2 separate regions of the Mustela erminea genome follow, and region 1 is linked to region 2. Evidence: chromatin contacts called from public Hi-C data. All regions are on one chromosome and are shown on one strand. Each heading gives the region's core, a stretch centred on a gene start, on an enhancer-like site or on the middle of the called end of the contact. The rest is flanking DNA. Distances are from core to core; before and after follow the strand shown.

Region 1 (2,700 bases), core at 3-2,502, 220 kb after region 2:
AGGTGACTCCTGGCTCAAGGAACGGGGAGACCCGTTTGCGGCAATGGAAAGCAGGAGCCCAGTTTGGAATAGGAGAACCGAGAGGCCCATGTGTGATCTCTTGAGTTGGAGATGGTTTGGGACATAGAGAGACACGAAGCAGGAAGTTGGGTGGAGGAGTCTGGAGCTCAGAGGGGAGGACTAGGCTGGAAATATACATTTGTGAGTCACCAGCATATAGATGGTATTTAAAGCCATGAGACTGAATGAGATCACCTAGGGGGAGAGAATATAGACAAAAGGGAAGGTCCAAGGCTGAGCTGGCTGGAGAAGGTAGAACCCTGAAAATGGGTGCCCACGGCTCTCACACCGAGAGGCAAGGGCATGGTTCTGCTGCGAGACGGGACGGATGGAATGAAAAACACTAACCATCAGTTTTGGCAAGTTAGGAGGTCATTGTTAGACTTGGCAAAAGTGGCTTCAGTGGAGTGGTAAGGACAGAGCCAGGTCGGAAGGGGTTGAAGAACAGAAGCGGAGACATCAAGTGTAGACAGCCCCTGAGGGGTCATCTGTCTCTACCCGAATGATGTGCACCCAAGAGTTCTTTCCCCTGTGATCCCTGAGGGCAGAGACCAAGCCCTGGTGATTCCTATCTAGGCCACAAATGGAGCCCGGCACAGAGCAGGAACTCAATATTTACTTCACTGTCAGTGTCAAAAAGGCCTTTTCTGCTGGAGAGCAGCTGCACTCTTTCGGGGCGGGTGAGGAGACTCCAGGATCTACTCCCGTGACTTAAGGCTCTGGAGCCCTTCTCCTGGCTAAACGGGGGCCAGGACTTTGGGTAAGTCCCTTTCTCTTTCTTAGAAGAGAGAGCAGGGTAGGGGAGAGAGGCCCTCAGGACATCCCTAGACGTCAGACGTTAGCCTGTGCCTCCTCTCCTCCCATTTTCTCCTCCCTGAGCTTCATCGTTTGGGAAATAGAAGCTGAGCAGAGCCAGGACCCACCTGACTGCGGGCTACTGTGAGGACACAGAGGGAAGCCCCAGGGCAAAAAAGAGGAGTGGGGATCCATGGGAGGAGGGCGCCTCCATCACAGGACGGAAGACACCCCCCCCCCCAACACGCCACGGACACGTGCCTGGCTTGGGGGAAGTCACAGGACCCGCACTGGCAGAGACTGTCCAACAGGCATCTGTGTAGTCAAACCAAGAAGACCCTGAAGTGTCCTTGGGCTTGGGGGGGCGGGACACATCGGTGACGGACAGGCCCGTCTGCCAATCAGACGAGAGCTAACTCTGAGGCTGAGAGGGCCCGCAGGATGGACGGTGGCTGTGGGGAAGTGACAGACAACAGCGGGGATCGGAAATGGGAAACGGGATGGTCCTTGGGGGACCCCACCCAGAGAGGGGAGCCTGCCAGGGCGCTGTGGGTGACCAAAGGGCCTGCCTCGAGATGGGCGGGCCTTCCCTCCGACCACCCCCGAGCCAGCCGTTCCCGCAGCAGCACCTTCTCCTGCGGCACCTGCGGGAAGAGGCGGGAGGAGGGCTTGGAGGAGCTGGAGCGGGGCCCTCGCGGCGGGGAGGGAAACCGGCGACCGGGAGCACTGCTGCCACCTAGTGGGACACGCCTGTTATTTCTCCTGGCTCCCAACCCCAGGGTCATCCTCCGCGGAGCGCTAAGGGACACCCCCATGCCCTTGAATCTGGGGGCACAGGCAGAGGGTTGCCTCAGAGAGGAAAATGCCCGGCCCTGGGAAGTGTGCGTCGCCCACATGACTTTGCTCCTCTGTGCCTTGGTTCCCTTTTCAGTATATGGAGGACAGGCTAGCTGCGATGGGTAACGGAGTCCATGTCACAGTGGATGGGGCTGGGGGGTCACTGGAAGTGTTTATCCCTGCCCCTCCCCCCAGGAAAGACGGTGCCTGCTACATAAGGCACCTCTCCTTAGTCCCAGCTTCCAGCAAGCTTGTCCCGGGTCCCTCCTAGTTCTAAATGTTGGGACTGTCCCGTTACTGTTTTATCACTGGCATCGCCCCAACGGTGAAGGCCCTGGGCAAGGGGGGTCCTAAAGTGTCTTCTGATGCGGGGACTTGGGGGAAGGGTCCCAGCTCCCAGTGCTTTCTCTCGCCCCTCACCGCAGAGCTCATGCTCAGAATGACCCCAGGCTATGACGTCACAGAGCCCCCAACCCTGTCCCAGGAGCGGAAGGGTCATGAGGCTGCGGCAGTGGGCGTGGGCATGGGCGTGGCTGGCTGGGCTGGCGGCCGTGGAAACAGGTGGGAAGCTGCCCTGGGAGCGGTGGGGAGGGGGGGAGTCTTGGGGTGAAGGGTCGATCTGCCTTAGGAGCTGGGAGGCTGAGGAAGGGCCTTCCTCGCCCTCCACATGTCTCTCCTACCCTCCTCACCCTTCGCATGGAGAGCTCAGCTGATCCCTGAGAAGCTCCCGGAACAGAATCAGGCCCCTCCCCAGCCACGCTAACGCTGTGTGGCCTGGCAGGGTCCTGGGTCAGCTACAGCTTCTTGGGATGGAGGGCAGGGGTCTGCTTGGCTCTTGACATAGACTTTGTTCCCTAGCACCCAGCCAGGAGAGCACCAACACCTTGGCTCGGGGAGCAGAGTCTCTGTACTTCATAGACAGACCCGACTTCTTTGATTACCCAGACTCAGACCAAGCCAGGCTCCTGGCTGTGGCCCAGTTTATTGGAGAGAAACCGGTCATCTTTG
Region 2 (2,700 bases), core at 65-2,564:
CCCCGGGGTGGGAGGGTCTGGGGCCCGGTCCATCAGCAGGGGGACCGCAGAGCCGTACCAGTCCTCCGAACGCTCTCGGGGGGTGCCCCTGGGCTCGATCCACAGTTCTCCTCCGGGGCGCCAGACCAGGGTGGGCGCGTGGTGGCTGGGGTCTGCGTGCTGGGAGCGGCGGAACAGGCGTTCTGCCAACACGGCTGTGCTCAGGAGGAAGAGCGCGGCCAGGGAGGCCAGCGCCAGCATGGTGGGGATGCAGGGTCCGCACGGCAGCGGGGGCCACGAGCCCATCTCGGGCACAGGGAGGCCCCCCGTGTGCCCAAAGGGCTGCTCTGGAGTGGAAGGCATCTGGAGAGACAAGGGTGGGGAGAGTAAGGCATCGAGACCGGGTGGGCGCGGCCTAGAGGGCGCGAGAGGCAGCGAGTGTCCGGACCACAGTGAGGACAGAGGCAGAGGCCCAAGGGGCTCGGTATCTGGCCTGGAAAGCAGACCCAGGCGGATAGAGGAACCAAGGGGACCCAAAAGGGCAAGAGAGAGACAGAAGCCTGGAGAGCCAGGGCACCTCTGTGGCCGGGAGCCCAACACTCCTGCTCAGGCTCCCCACCCAGCTCGCTTCCAGAAGCCCTGGTTCCCTCTACGACCCCGGGGTGCCTCAGACAAAACTCTAAGGGCCCTAGCACCCCCCCCACCCCTGCGCCCTAGGTCTTGCTGGAGCCTCAGAGGAAGTCGTGGGTGAGGAAACGAGAGTCCCCCGCCCCCCGCCGGCTCCCGCCCTGTGTGAGCACCCACCCGCCGTGGGCTGGCCTGGACGTTCCCGGGCCTCACGACTCTCCCCGCGAAGCAGGTCTTGCTCTCTCCAGGCTCCGCTTCGCTTGCTGTCGTGCTAGGCGTCGGGCGTCCCCACCGCACCTGTGGCTGTCCCCACCGACTCCGTCTCCCTTGCTTGCCTCTGCCCGCCGGGCCCCACACCTACAGGGGCCTCACGCCGGCGCAGCCCCAGGGCTCCCGGCTCTCTGTTCGGAGCTCTCCTCCCTGTGCAGGAGGGTGCCGGGCAGCGGCCCCACATGAGGGCGGAAGGGAGGGCACCACCTGTTGCCGGGCGACGGTGCCCCAACTCCTCCAGGCCCAGTGGGGTTTCCTAGGCGACCTGGGGGGATGTGGTCAGTGTGGTGGAGAGGCGCTTCCTGGAGAGAGGTGGGGCCCGAACCGGGGCAGTGGTTGGTTGTACTGAACTCCGGCTCACCCCATAGTCAGGCCCCAGGCCCCAGAACGTTCACCCAGAGACAGAGAAGGAGGTCGGTTTGCAGAGCCCCGAGGCTCCTGGCTTCCCCCCGTACGGGGGTGCCCTGTCCCCTGCCTGCCCATAGGACCCCGCCAAACCTGCTCCCGCCGCCCAGCCCACACCCCCTCCAGCCTTCCCCATCCTTCTCATGAACAGACATCTCCTTGTCTTCTGGCCTTGTGGTCTCCGTTTTGGCCGGAAGACATCTGTGAAGTGAGGCGTGGGTAGGAGCGGAGTAAGGCCTCTGGGAAGAATGCACGGTCGGGCTGAGGCCTATCTCCAAGGCTCTGGACATTTGCCACCCTGGTCCTTTCTCCTGGGGTCAGGGGTCAGAGGAGCCTGGGGGCGGGCGTGAGGGAGAGTCCTCAGCCACTTGGGTCCTTTCAGAGATGGTCTAGTTTGACTCGATGGCAGACAGATGACGAGCAGGCCCCACAGAAGGGCCGTGTCGTGCCCAAGGTCGCACAGCCCATGTAGGTGTTGGGGACCGGAGAAGCACAGCTCTAAATTCCTAGTCCAGCAAGCAACCAAACACAACGCAACTCTTACTCAGGGTTCATATTTTCTTTTGCAAAATAACAGCCATCGAATAAGAAAGGCTAAACAATATGTAATATGAATGTCCACTGAAACGTAAGCGTCTTACCAGATGGTCACAAGGGCAGCCGGGCTCCCCTTGCTGCGTCCTGCAGGCTTGCGCACAGGAGGGGCAGGCGGGGGTGGGGCGGGGCGGGTGCAGAGAAAGACAGACAGAATCCCAAGCAGGCTCCATGCTCCTCATGCAGGCTGACTTGGGGTTTGATCTCATGACCCTGATCATGACCTGAGTTGAGATCAAGAGTCAGATGCTTAACTGACTGAGTCATCCAGATGCCGCTGTATGTTTTAATTCTATCACTTAAAAAAAAATGCTTAACATTTTTTAACTAGTTCCTTCAAAAATTAAAAATAGAATTACCCGGTGATCCAGCAATGATATTTCTATGTATATCCAGAAGAACTGAAAGCACAGAGTCAAACAGGTATTTGCACACCACTGTTGATTAGCCGTGTTATTCCCAGCAGCCAACAGGTGGGAAAAACTAAAATGTCCATCAACGGAGGATAAACAGAAGGCCGTATGCATACCCACCTATGCATGGACACAGCGGACTATTATTCAGCCCTAAAAAGGAAGGACAGTCTGACACCTGCTACAACATGGGTGAACCTTGAAAACCATATGCTGGGGGCACCTGGGTGGCGCAGTTGGTTAAGCGTCTGCCTTCAGCTCAGTTCGTGATCCCAGGGGCCTGGGATCGAGTCCCACATTGGGCTCCTTGCTCAGCGGGGAACCTGATTCTCTCATGAGCTCGTGCTCGCTCACGCTCTCTAACAAATAAAATCGTAAAAAAAAAGAAGAAGAAGAAGGAGAAAGAAAGGAA

Evidence for each region. Hi-C and Micro-C count contacts between places; a contact is called where the count stands out from the background.
Region 1: a Hi-C map of spleen shows a contact between it and region 2, with 3 times the contacts expected there. The contact joins the promoter of C20H16orf92 here to the promoter of C20H16orf54 in region 2. A contact is called at or near these places in 2 of 3 Hi-C or Micro-C datasets (fibroblasts and spleen).

Annotation. Positions count from the first base shown.
Region 1 is chr20:1,323,869-1,326,568 of mMusErm1.Pri, forward strand. C20H16orf92 reads left to right here and starts at 1,253. Exons shown (of 4, transcript XM_032328391.1): 1 at 1,253-2,253; 2 at 2,551-2,700. The coding sequence starts at 2,145.
Region 2 is chr20:1,104,579-1,107,278 of mMusErm1.Pri, forward strand. C20H16orf54 (transmembrane protein C16orf54 homolog) reads right to left here and starts at 1,315. Exons shown (of 2, transcript XM_032327879.1): 1 at 784-1,315; 2 at 1-342. The coding sequence starts at 342. All of the region lies in intron 2 of LOC116580962 (a long non-coding RNA gene), which reads right to left.